Regions from separate parts of the Hordeum vulgare genome. Here region 2 is linked to region 1. Evidence: chromatin contacts called from public Hi-C data. All regions are on one chromosome and are shown on one strand. Each heading gives the region's core, a stretch centred on a gene start, on an enhancer-like site or on the middle of the called end of the contact. The rest is flanking DNA. Distances are from core to core; before and after follow the strand shown. Region 1 holds the start of LOC123398416 (U-box domain-containing protein 39-like). Region 2 holds the start of LOC123395959 (enhanced ethylene response protein 5).

Region 1 (6,748 bases), core at 3,055-5,554:
TTCTTCACACTTCATAGTCCTCGCATCAGTATCTTCAAGGACACACCAATTTCCTCACTTTCAAAGTCTTGAGGAAAATATCAAAGTCTTCAGTTGAAGACATTCATGTTTAGGGGTCAGCATTCTTCGGATATATCAAACTCCTCAGCAACTTATAGAGCATCTTTACACTCACAGACATATTAGTCTCTTAACCTATAAGTCTTCAATACACCAAAGTCACCAAGGGGGCACTAGATGCACTTACAACGATGCAACCGGCACAACAAAAGAGAGGTTCAAGAACATCTTAGCCAAGAAGGATGGGACATGGGTCAAGCGCTATGACATGAAGGGGGGGAGAACTTGGGAGATTCAACGTCTTGATGACGACTGCGAAGAAAATCAACCTCGAAGAGAACAAGATCAAACTCGAAGAAAAGAAGGTTGAGCTCGCGGCCGCTTAGAGGATACCAAGAGTTGACCATGAGGATGGATGAGTTGGATGTTGATGCGGCGATGGTCGTGCGCGCGTTGTTCGTGTTAGGATGTTGGAGCTCTTGACGGGTAAGATGGAAGTGGCCGAGACGGAGGCATATGCTGACGAGCAGGTGACGATAGAATGAGTTTGGAGGCTCGAACAACCGATGTGGGAGGGCCGAAATGCCTTTTCAATGTGGACTGTGACACTAAATTATTTGTGAACAGACATATGTAAACACCAAACATTCATCTATTTTTGATTGTGATAGGGTGCTATGAATATCACACTTTAGTTATAGTCATGCTGGTAGGCATTTGGAAGGAAGGATAATCAAACCGAGACGAACATTTAGAAGATACGGTTGGATGACCGGCTCGTGTATGGATTAGTCTACGGTGTACATTTTAGGAGATTTTGCAGATGCCTCAAATATTGTGTAGTGTTTAAAATGGACGGAGTAGATGTTTGACTCTCCATCGAACAGTTGGAAAGACGTCAAGACGACACGCCCTGATTTCTGAGCTCACAACCGTCTGGCTGCAACCGTATGCCGCAGGCGAGCCACCATCACACGAGGAGAAAATTGCACCTAACATCCCGGAAGTTGGCGGCGATCTCCAATCCAGTCCTGGAAGTTGAGAACTGCTTCAATACGATCCTCATACATGGAAATACGTTACCAATACGGTCCTGGATCTGGGAGAGCCAGTCCCCATTCTACGCGCCAGCTACGTATCACGAATACCACGTATGACACGTCACCGCGTGGCCCACCCGTTAGCGGAGACCCCACCTGTCAGTGCAGAGTGGATAAGAGGAGGTGAGCCAGTTCGAGGGGGAAAAATCCCCAAATCCAACCCGCAACCCCCTCCAGTGATGAGTGGCTCGAGCGTGGAGAGCGAAGACGGCCGAAGTACGGCGGCGACGGTCGTCGCCGGTGATGGATCGAGCCGCAACTTGCTGGAGAGGGCTTACCCACAGGAGGTTTGGCATCGTGGTGAGCCTTGTCTCCGTCTAGAGAGGAGACACGTCCTGCTGGCACGGACGCTATCGATGGATGCGCTGGAGGCTCGCTCCCGCCAGTTCGTTATTCTGGCTAGTGCGCTTGGAGACGGCGAGGAGGTTGTGACGCCGGCGGCTCTCCTGGCCAGCATCAAGGCATGCTATGGCGTCCTGCCGTCGGAGGTGAGCATCCAGGTAGCGTGCCCCCCGCATGACTTGTGGATGTTTTTCTCGACGGAGGAGAAGTGTAAGCTGGTGCTACAATCATCAATGAAGTTCAAGTGCTGCCGCTAGTGGATCCAATTTACCGATGGGTCAGAGATATTCGAGCCACTCAGGTTGGTCTCGAGTACAAGACGAAGGTAAGTTTCAAAGGGCTTCCAGATCAAGCTTGGTCAATGCAGTCAGTTAAAGGTCTTCTGAAGGATTTGGGTGGTGACCTGATAGAGATGATACCGCCAAAGAACCGACGGGAGCTCGAGGTAATGGCGTGGCTCCATGACTCATCCAAAGTAGCCACTTTGCACTACTGCATGAGCCACAGGAAATATGCAATCATTTGGATCCATCTGAACTGCACTTAATAGAACACCACCATATTGTGTCTTCAAGTGGCAACCATCTAGGAAAATAATAGGTCTACAAGCAGATAAGAACCCCCTCTTGCATGCATCAAATGAGAAGTAACATTTCTGAAACTACACCTCATCTGAAAGCTCAACAAAGAAAGTACTTCCATGATTTGATCTCTCACTTCATTTGCATAGTTCCACAACAAGTTATATTGTTTGATCTCATCTCCATATATAATATCATATGCAATCTTCCTAGCTCTCCCAAGCTTTCCCCTTCTAATTGTCATGTTCCAATCTTCTTGCACAAAACCTGCTAAGGCCTTTAGTGAAATCTTCTCACATGCCCTAATCTTGTCCACATATTTTGAAGCAATGTACCTAGTTGTAAAGGCTGTAATTTGCCACTTCTTCTCACAAGTGTGCTGACCATTGAATGTCTTCACCATTACAGCATTTGTCATATTGTCCCAAGATGCATATAGATACCATGGGCAGCCTTTCTCACACTTAGCACAAAGCCTTATTTTGTCGTTCTTTGGGAATTTGATGTTTACCCTCTATTTGCAATTGTACTCTCTGACTGCTTTCCTCAAAAGCACCACTGAAGAGAACAATTGGCCTGCATGGAACTTAGGCTCAGCATGTGTGCAGCTGTAAAAGGTTTGAAATTGAATTTTGTTTCATCTTCATCAAAATCTGGACCATCCAATTCCTCTTCTTAAGAGTTGCAATCTTCAACCACCTTCTTCCCTTTCTTGTCTTGCACTGGATGCAGCTGCTCCTGCAACAAATCTTCATCCCCATCCTCCAAGTCACAATCACTGTCAATAATCTCAGGAATATAATCACTGTCAGCTGATTCTGAATCTGCATATTGTTCTTCCTCCTCTTCCAACTTATGTGCTCTTGGTCTCAGTCTCACAAAGAATTGGTCATGAGAGATCTCTTGGTCATGACTCTGAATTTCATGAGTTTCATCCACAGCACTACAAGATGTGTTGCTTTCATTTGCACTGCTTGGCTTCTTTATGGGACTGAAAACAGTAGGAAATTCTGCTACTCGATTAGCCACAACATCATCCCATTTAGAACCTCCACCAGAAATATGGCTATCCAAACGATCAAGATATATCATTTGGAAATTATGCCTTATATTCATCTGAAGATACATAGCATCTAAGTCAGCATCATTGGACAACAGAGTTTCAGCACCTCCATTAATGTGACAACCAGGGGGCAGCCAATAGATATGAATTCTTTCTTCCTTTTCATACCCCAAGTGCTCAACTATTTCTTCAAACATACTGTAGTATACTAATTCCACATGACAATAATCATAACAAACCTTCTTGCCATCGAAATAGCACATATTCAACCCACTACCAAAGAAAACCCCACCATGAATCACTTCGACATTGAAATATCCACTCTCCTTCGCTACAACAAAACATTCAGTAAAAGTTCAAACCCAAGCACAATTCCTCACAAACGACAGCAAATCGACATGTACAAATCACATAATTTATGCACAGGACCTAATCGACACAATGCAGGTTATTGGGCCAAAAAACACATCACATTATGTGCTATCAACGAATCATACCATAGGTTGAAGCCGCCTCGCCGTCGGGACGCCGTCGAGGGCCCTTCATCTTTGACGAACTCCGCCCCACAGGTTGCGGCGCCATCACTGTCGCTTCCGCCACCGCACGGACTATCATCGAAATGCCTGCTCGCCGTTCATCTGCCGCCGTGGTTGATCGCCGTCTTTCGCCTCTCGCTCTCAATTGGGGAAGACAGGACAGGGGATCGAGAACAGACAAGGAGGTGAGTGGGGTTAGCGCTGACAAGTGGGGTCTTCGCTGACAGATGGGCCACACGGCGACGCATAGAGAGGGGACCCATAGAGAGGGGACTCGTTCTCCAAGATTCAAGACCGTATTGGTAACATATTTCCGTGTATGAGGATCGTACTGAAGCAGTTTTTAACTTTCTTCGACTGAATTGGAGCTCGCCGCCAATTCAAGGATGATAGATGCAATTATCTCTCACACGAGCCGCGGCAGTTAAACAAAGCCGAAAGCAGCGCGCGCGCACCCACATCGCTCGGCTCCCTTCCAGGCTAAGGTTCTTCCCCTGTCTCGCCTCTCTCTCTCCCGGCGCATAAAACCACGACCACACCACCTCACTCACTCACTCCCGGCCAAGCCACAAAGCACCCAAACCCCAAAAGCAACCATTCTCCCTAAAACAAATGCCCGCCCAAGCCACAAAAGCAGCTTCCCTCCGCCGCCCCCGCCCCCGCCGCCGCTAAATAGTAGCCGCGCGGGTTCATGGGTGCCGCGCGTCCACGGCGCTGGAGGTTCCCCTTCCAACGCAGCGCGCCCTCCTCCCCCTCCTCCAAGTCCCTGCCGCCGGCCCCCTACTCGCCCGCGCGCTCCGCGGCGGCCGCGGACCCGGGGCCGGAGCGGAAGTGGGAGGAGGCCGCGCCGCCGGAGTTCGTCTGCCCGCTCTCGGGCGCGCTCATGGCCGACCCGGTCATCCTGCCCTCCGGCCAGACGTACGAGCGCGCCTGCCTCCAGGCCTGCTCCGACCTCTCCTTCTTGCCCCCCGGCGCCGGCTCGGGTTCCGATGCCATGATACCAAACTCCGCCCTCAAGGCGGCTATCGGCACCTGGTGCGCCCGCTCCGGCCTCGCGGCGCCAAGGCCGCCGTCCAAGGAAGCTGTCCGGGAGGCCGTGCTCCGCGCGATGCCTCCTGCCGCGGCCGCGGCGGCCGACGCCAAGTCTGTTAGGACCAGGCGGGCGGCGATGGCGAGCTCGTCCAATTCGTCCTACTCGTCCCCGGCCTCCGCCGCGTCGACGTCCACGTACACGTCGTCCTCGGAGATCACACCCGCGGAGGACGATGCGGCTGCGAAGCCAGTCAAGGAGGCGGCCAAGGAAGTGACCCAGCTGGAGTTGCCGGTAGACCCGTTGGAGGATGAGGTGGTCGCGACGGTGATGGACGCGGACGAAGATGGAGAGGTGGCGGCGGCGTTGGCCGTCCTCCGGGACGCCACCCGGGAGAGCGCTGAGCGTCGGCTTGCGCTCTGCACGCCGCGGCTGCTCGCGGCCCTCCGCCGCGTGCTGCTAATCCCGCGGCACGCCTCCGCGCGGGTCGACGCGACGGCGGCGCTGGTCAACCTCTCGCTTGAGCCGGTGAACAAGGTACGCATCGTCCGCGCGGGCGCCGTACCGGCGCTCGTCGAGGTGCTCCGCTCCGGCGGCTCGGCGCCGGAGGCGCGCGAGCACGCGGCCGGCGCGCTCTTCGGCCTGGCGCTCAACGAGGAGAACCGCGCCGCCATCGGCGTGCTGGGCGCGGTGCCTCCCCTGCTGGACCTCCTGACCTCCCCCGCCCACCACCCGCGCGCGCGCCGCGACGCCGGGATGGCCATCTACCACCTTTCGCTGGCCGCCGTCAACCAGTCCAAGGTCGCCCGCTTCCCGGGGGCATCCAAGGCGCTCCTCAGCGTCGCGTCCAGCGCCGCCGAGCCCACGCCCATCCGCAAGCTGGCCCTCATGGTGATCTGCAACGTGGGCGGCTGCTCGGAGGGCCGCGCCTCGCTGATGGACGCGGGCGCCGTCGCGGCCGTGTCCGGCATCCTCCTCTCCTCCCACGACGTCGCCGAGCTGGAGGAGTGGTGCGTGGCGGCGATCTACGCGCTGAGCCGCGGCAGCCTCCGGTTCCGCGGCCTGGCGCGCGCAGCCGGCGCGGACAAGGCCCTCCGCCGCGTGGCCGAGGAGGGGACCCCCGGCGGCGTCCGGCGCGAGATGGCGAGGAAGACGCTGCGCGCCATGCGGGGCGACCTGGACGAGGAGGCGGACCTGACCGGCAGCAGCCTGGAGTGCGGCGACGGGGACGACTGCGGCGGGAGCATCGTGTCGGACGGGCTCATGTCGTTCCGGCGGCGGCAGCGCGAGGTCGGGGCCTCGTCGTGCGGCAACACCGCCGAGTTCTGAGCCGATCCTTACCTCCCCTTCCCTTGCCGCCATTTGTATGTAAAAAAAACCCATCGCTTGCTTAATTAGCGTTAGACGTCGGTGCCACGAGAGGATTAATTCCCTCCTTCGTTTTGAAACTGTGATTGATGCTGCAATGAAGTCGTTCAAATGTTGTCCTCAAATGCTCCGAGCTCGTGCTGGAGTGTCGATTGCCGTTGCTGGCTCGCTCGTCGGCTCCTGTGCCGGACAAACAAGGAGCTGGTTGGTTGGTCGGATGTTGCTTGCAAGCCAGAGCAATCCTTTGTTCTCTCCGTACTTGCTGCACACACACAGACACTCCGAGAGCTTGACAGATACTCCTATATTATTGTTTTAGGGAGGACCGGCCTCATGTGTGTCGTTTCCACCTGTAAAATAAAACCATCTTTTCTTTCTGCTCTCGATCCAGTCCTGCTGGATGGTTGCTTCGCTTCGTTGGCCGATGTATGCTGGTGCTGCAGGCCACACCATGCGTCGACGCGTTGGATCACTGACACTGTATGCGTCGCATTGGCGATGCGGTTGGCCATTGCAAATTCTTGCTCGCCTACAGTAGGATCAGACAATCCATGTCCTCTACACGGCTTGCCATTGGGTACTGATTTCGATCCGTGCTGTTCATCGCCGGATCTGAACTTGAACTCCTCCCATTTCGCTGTTGGTCCGCCGATCTGAACATGAATCTC
Region 2 (6,748 bases), core at 2,776-5,275, 420 kb before region 1:
CTACTTTGTGTCGTGGAGTTGAACCAAGATGTTTGTAAGGGCAAGGAGATCGCCTACTTCGTGAAGATCTACCGTGAGTGAGGTTAGTCCTTTGTGGGCGGAAGCCGTGGTGGAATAGACAAGGCTGCTTCTTCGTGGACCCCTTGTGGGCGGAGCCCTCCATGGACTCTCGCAACCGTTACCCTCCATGGGTTGAAGTCTCCACTAACATGGACGTACGATAGCGCCACCTATCGGAACCATGCCAAAAATCGATGTGTCAACCTCTTTGTGTTCGATCTCCTAAACTCTACTCCTATAAATGTGCAAAGTCTTTGTTTTTCCGCTGCCATATATGTTGACTAGCATGTGTAGGGTGTACTAGACTTGTTAGAACTGCTAAATTTCTGCCTTCCTTGAAATTGGGTTAGGCTAGGATTTTTTTATCTTGATAAGTAGTCTATTCACCCCCTCTAGACACATCTTCTATCGATCCTACAAAGACACCTCGAAGACTATGGCGTGAAGCCATTGGTACTTCTTTCCACATCATCAAGAGGGTATATCTACACAAGTTCTTCAAGAAAACCTCATATGAGTTGCTTACTGTAAGGATCCCAATGTAAGTTACTTCAGAGTCTCGAGTGCAAGATGTTGGATTAGAGATCCACATCACACTTCTAAATTTGCACCAAAATCACATGAGGGTTTCATGCTTGGTTATGGAAAGGATTCACACACCTACATAGTCTTCAACACTTTTCACAATAAAATTGTTGAGACTATACATGTGCGGTTCGATGAAACTAATGGCTCGCAAACAGAGGACCTACCTCCTATGCTAGATGAACTCCCACCTGAAGAAGTTATTAGGTTGGTGGGCACTAGTGAGATCATACCTCAGGAACCTGAAGTTGAGGAAGTCATCATTCATCCATCTATCCAACGCGAAGACATTGCTGCTCCTGAAGATAATGTTGCTAATGAAGACAATGCTCGGCAACAAGAACAAAGTCTTCACTGCGCTCATCCGTGAGTTGCTAGTGAAGTTCAAATCGAGAAGATGCTCGACAACATCAACGCACCAGTCCCTCTTACTCGCTCAAGAGCTAACCAATTAGCTAACTTTTGTGGACACTTTGCTTTTGTGTCTATCTTAGAGCCCACCAAATTAGATGAAGCCTTATTGGAATCATAATGGATTCACCTATGAAAGAAGAGCTTCATCAGTTCAAGCTCAACAACGTATGGGAACTCGTCAGGCGACCAGATCCATCCAAGCACAACATCATTGGTACAAAGTGGATCTAACGCAACAAGCAAGATGAATCAAGCCAAGTGGTTAGAAACAAGGCTCCACTTGTAGCTCAAGGTACACACAGGTTGATGTATTGATTCTGATGAAACATTTGCACATGTTCCTAGACTTGAAGCCATACACATACTGCTTGCTTATGCTAACCACTACGATATATGCTTATACCAAATGGATGTCAAAAGTGCATTGCTCAATGGTAAGATTGAGTAAGAAGTATATGTTGCTCAACCACCAAGGTTTGAAGATCAAGAATATCCTGACATAGTCTACTGGCTCAACAAGGCATTGTATGGCCTCAAGCAAGCACCACGTGCTTGGTATGACACTCTATAGGGATTTCTTAAGGAGAAAGGCTTCAAGCCTGGTTCACTCGATCATGCTCTTTTCACTAAATCACATGATGGTGAACGATTTGTATGTCAAATCTATGTTGATGACATTATCTTCGGATGTACTAACAATCGATATAGTGATGAGTTTAGCTTCATGATGCAAGAGCAATATCAGATGTCGATGATGGGAGAGCTGAAGTTCTTTCTAGGGCTTCAGATACATCAACAACCAAATGACATCTTCACATCTCAGGAGATGTACCTCAAAGACTGCCTCAAGAAATTTGGTATGCAAGATTGCAAGGGATACAAAAACGCTAATGCCAAGAAACAGCCACCTCTGCACTGACGAAAACGGTAAAGATTTTGATCAGAAGGTATATCGCTCCATGATTGGATCTTTATTGTACTTATGTGCATTTAGGCCAAATATAATGCTTAGCATTTACATGTGTGCCCGATTTCAAGTGACACCAAAGAATACGCATCACCTTGGTGTGAAGCGAATACTTCGATATTTGGATCACACCCCTACGCTAGGATTGCGTTATCCAAAGGACTCGAAATTTGATCTTATTGGCTATTCAGATTCAGATTTTGCAGGTGACAGAGTTGATCGCATGTCTACATCAGTCACATGTCACTTTCTGTCTCGATCTCTTGTATGTTGGTCTTTGAAAAAGCAGAACTGTGTGTCACTCTCCAATGCTTAAGCCGAATACATTGCCGCTGAATCAACAAAAAGAAAGTACCACTCTACTACGATAATGAGAGTGCTATCAAGATCGCCTACAACTTAGTACAACACTAGGAGACAACACATTCAGATACACCATCATTTTCTTCGTGATCATGTGTTGAACAGAACATCATCATCGAGCCTGCGAAGTCAGAAGAGCAATTGGCTGATATCTTCATGAAGCCTTTAGATGTGAAGAGGTTTTGCAAGTTACGGTTTGTGCTAAATATCTTAGAATCCTCAAATATCCAGTGAATGGACACACATCCTAATCCTTATGCACTTTGATGACTTTGGTGCACAACACATGAAGTAACGTATGTCTTCAACTCATGAAGACGTACACTCTAAGTTTGAATATATTAACGAAGAATATGACTTTAGAGCGTCATGATACTTGTGCGTCGTGTCTAGGTCAAATATTCTTATGCGGTGGCCAGCGCCACCAACCACTCTTGAAGACATTACTTTTATCTTCGCATTTTTATCTATGTCTTCAAGAAACTGAGTTTATCTTTATATTGTGTGTTTGTTTTTGAACTTAACACTTGTTGTTTGAATAATATCATATTTGATATTTTGGACTTCAGTCCTCTACAACATCTTCCATATAGCTATATCTTTGAATTTTTATCTAGGCAAATGTGATCGAACCCGCACATCTCATCTATGCTTATCTCTTCTAAGACAGTTCAACTCCATACATATGCATTCTACTTGACATGTGTTGATTGTCTTCACGACATCCTTGGCCGTCGAAGACAAATCCAATCAAACGTTTAAATTTTTATTCTTATCTTTTAACGCCCTCATCGCAACAAATTCCCGCACTCGTCGCTTCAGTTAGGAGGCAGTGGGCTGCCACATGTGATGCATGCGTGCCACACGTCCCACTAAGATGAAGGGTCATGGGTGTGGTGTGTATATTTGGCAACTTTTGGAGTAATTTACATGACGTACTCGGAGAAGCAATAACCCACTAGTATTTCACCAAATTTCTATAGAATGTTCGTCAATTCTAGAAATGTTTGCTAGTTATGGATTAAAAAAACATATTTTTTAAAAGTTGTTTGCAAATAGCTTAAAATGTTCATGAATTCAAAAATATTCCCGATTTTAGAAGATGTTCGGAAATTTGTAATAGTATTTCGTTCATGATTTCAAATATGTGCACGATTTTAAAAAACTATTTATGATTTTAAAAATTGTTCATGATCTCATAAAATTAAAAGTAATAGTGTATTTCGATGATGTAGCAAAATATAATCATGATTATTAAAAAATATGATTTTTTTGTTACAACGCACCGGCCCTTGTGCTAGTGAAAATAAAAGTAAACTCACCCTCGAAGTTGTTTTACCTCGACAACGAAGGCGTGAGTGGCGTCTTCGTCAATCTCAAGATGATGTGACGGCTTAGTTTTTCGAAGATGCTCATAGGGATAGGATGTGCATGCGTGCGTTTATAGGAATGAATGTACGCTTGTATATTAAACGACTTCGATTGTACTTTTGTAAAAAAAAAGTTGTTTTACCTCGCCTGAGAGGGGCGGAGATGGTAGCAATGAGCAAACCAAGCCAAACCTTACTATGATTTTATCAGTTAATCTCAACCATCGATTTCTCTCACTCGACGGCGAAGATTGGTGATCGTCACCAGCTTGCATAGACCAGAACTACCCCCATCAGATCGAACTCATACTGGTTTCTTCCACACCGTCGGTGACCTCCAAGCCCAAACCCCAACACCCGCGCGGCTCCCGCCGCCGCCGCACCAGAGATGGCGGCGTACCTGAGCATGGGCGAGGCGCACCGCCGTATCTCCGACTACCTCTCCCGCTTGGACGTCGCTATCTCTCAGTCCGACGGCGCCGACCTCGCCTCTCTCCTCGCCATCTCCTCGGCGCCTGCCTCCACTCCGCTCTCCGACGCGCTCGCCGCTTTTCCGGATTTCGCCCGCCTCGCCGCGGACCGCTTCCCCCACCTCTCCGACTTCCTCCCCTTGCTCCTCCGCGCCATTCACTCTCACTCCCTCCGCCGCTTCGGGGACGCCTACTCTTCCTTCGAGAAGGCTGCCAGGTTCGTGCTGCCTTCCTCTCTGCACTCCTTCCGAACAATTTGGATGAATTTATTCAAATTTTTAGAGGATTTGATGTGGTTTTGGTTGCAGCGCGTTCCTGCAGGAGTTCCGGAACTGGGAGACTCCTTGGGCAATGGAGGCGATGCACATAGTGGCGCTTGAGATCAGGCTGCTAGCTGAGAAGGTGAGCTGGGTGGTCGGTTGGTTTGGGTTTGTAAACCTGAGGTTTTGGGGCTCATGTCTGCTTGCTTATAATCTTGGTGTAGGCAGATAGAGAGCTTGTGATGAGCGGGAAGAACCCAGACAAGCTGCAGGCTGCTGGGTCCTTCCTGATGAAGGTTTTCGGGGCACTTGCGGTATGGAATTCTGAAAGCTTTGTTTTGTCTGCATTCTTGAATGGTAATATGAAGTAGCAAGAGTCTGATTCGAATTGAAGGAAATTGCTTGTGATGAGCTTGTGCAATGCAGGTGCCTCAAAGAGGTGCTTAGCAAAAGTGAACATTATTTTCTTGTCACAAAGGGCAGACAAGGTTTTACTTTGTAGCACCTATGCTTGACTAGATACCAGTGGTTACCATGTGCCTAAGAATATAATTGGCTCTTGTCGGTAGATAGTAAGATCATCTAAGCACGCACACAGAGAAAATTGCATTGGAGTAGTTGTAGCTTACTTGGTGTTTAAGGTTGTGGTTCTGCCTAAGGCTTCAAGCGTGACATGTTGAAACATTCTGTACTGCACATGCCCTCTTGTTTGGAAACGACAGATGTTGCCAGAAGAGGAGAAGCTGATGCATTTACATCAACCTAGAGGGTGGTGTTTTTTTTTTTTTTTTTTTGCATAGAAACTGCTCTGAAGTTGCATAATGTTACTGTTTGCACATTTGGTCCCTCTTGTCAATATTGGTGCATTATTGCCTCACTCCCGCCATGGCCTCTAATTCCTGCCTCAGCCACTTATCATCTGTCATATTTATGCATAAAATGAATTCTCTTCTGATAGCTATTTTTCGTGTATATGCTATAATTGTTGGATAGGTGATGTGACTCTTCCAACCGAACATGCAGCAATTATACTTCCTTGATGCAAGCTTTCCTTTATTAAAATGGATATATTCTAAAGATTCTGACTCTTGGTTATTGGTGAATCTCCAACCTTACAGGTTAAAGGACCTAAGCGCGTTGGGGCACTGTATGTTACCTGCCAGCTGTTTAAAATTTATTTCAGGGTAGGTTATTCACTGCAATGTTTTCGTCTAATCTGTAACTTCAGTACTATTATTAAGAAAGCACAAACAGTGTATAGATAGCATACCAAGTGTGGCTGAAGTGTAGTATGCACTAGAATCCCAACATGATTTAAGATACGACGGGCTAACACTTGGTGCTCAAATTATGCAGCTTGGTACTGTTAACCTTTGCCGTAGTGTCATAAGGAGTATTGAAACAGCTAGGAATTTTGATTTTGAAGATTTTCCAGTGAAAGATAAGGTAAGATAAGTAGTAAAAGTCATGGTCTCTCTTCTCTATCAACACAAGGCATTATATTAACATGTATGTTGATCTAATAATAATCTTGATTATTCATGACGGCACAGGTCACTTATATGTATTATACTGGTCGCTTGGAGGTGTTTAATGAGAATTTTCTTGTTGTAAGTTCTCTCACTCTCTCTCCTTCTGTGTGAACATTTTTTTGTATATTCTGCTATGCTAAGTTATTTCGACTATGAAACAATGAGGCTGCTAATATAATTTTTTTGTTCTGGTTTAAATCAGGCTGATCAGAAACTAACTTATGCTTTGATGCATTGTAATCCTCAAAGCGAATCAAATTTGAGGTATTTATATTAAGGGGTGTTTTGTAGCTTGTGATTTGTGGGGTGCACATTTGTTGGAACTACTAATGGTCAGTTCTTTTGTAGGAAAATTTTGAAGTTTCTAATCCCTGTGAAGCTGTCAATTGGTGTTTTGCCAAGGAGGAGCCTCCTGGAGAAGTACAATCTGCTTGAGGTATATATTATATCCTCGTACTCTTTGTTTACTAATGTGAATATGAAGGAGATTGTGGAATGCAATATATGTAGTTTATTCGGTACCACCATTTCCAATTGCAGAGACATTTATCTTAGTTGTTCACAGATATTCCCATGAACATCATTTGTTTCTTTTGTTTTGATTTAATTTACACTTACTACTCCATATGTGAACAATTAGGGTAGAACACTAGGCCATAGGCTCTGATGCTGATGCCATGTCAGTGTGTTGACCTTCAATTTTCAAGAAGCAAGACCTACTAACATT

Evidence for each region. A called contact is a pair of places that touch in the nucleus more often than the background predicts.
Region 2: a contact with region 1 is called in a Hi-C map of seedling, with 3 times the contacts expected there. The contact joins the promoter of LOC123395959 here to the promoter of LOC123398416 in region 1. A contact is called at or near these places in 1 of 6 Hi-C or Micro-C datasets (seedling) and 1 of 1 datasets of contacts at active chromatin or transcription factors (embryo).

The regions. Positions count from the first base shown.
Region 1 is chr5H:417,855,665-417,862,412 of MorexV3_pseudomolecules_assembly, reverse strand. LOC123398416 (U-box domain-containing protein 39-like) reads left to right here and starts at 4,304. Exons shown (of 1, transcript XM_045092890.1): 1 at 4,304-6,205. The coding sequence starts at 4,374. The coding sequence ends at 6,041.
Region 2 is chr5H:418,271,170-418,277,917 of MorexV3_pseudomolecules_assembly, reverse strand. LOC123395959 (enhanced ethylene response protein 5) reads left to right here and starts at 4,025. Exons shown (of 12, transcript XM_045090982.1): 1 at 4,025-4,446; 2 at 4,538-4,631; 3 at 4,714-4,803; 4 at 5,608-5,673; 5 at 5,846-5,935; 6 at 6,043-6,099; 7 at 6,224-6,285; 8 at 6,370-6,457. The coding sequence starts at 4,148.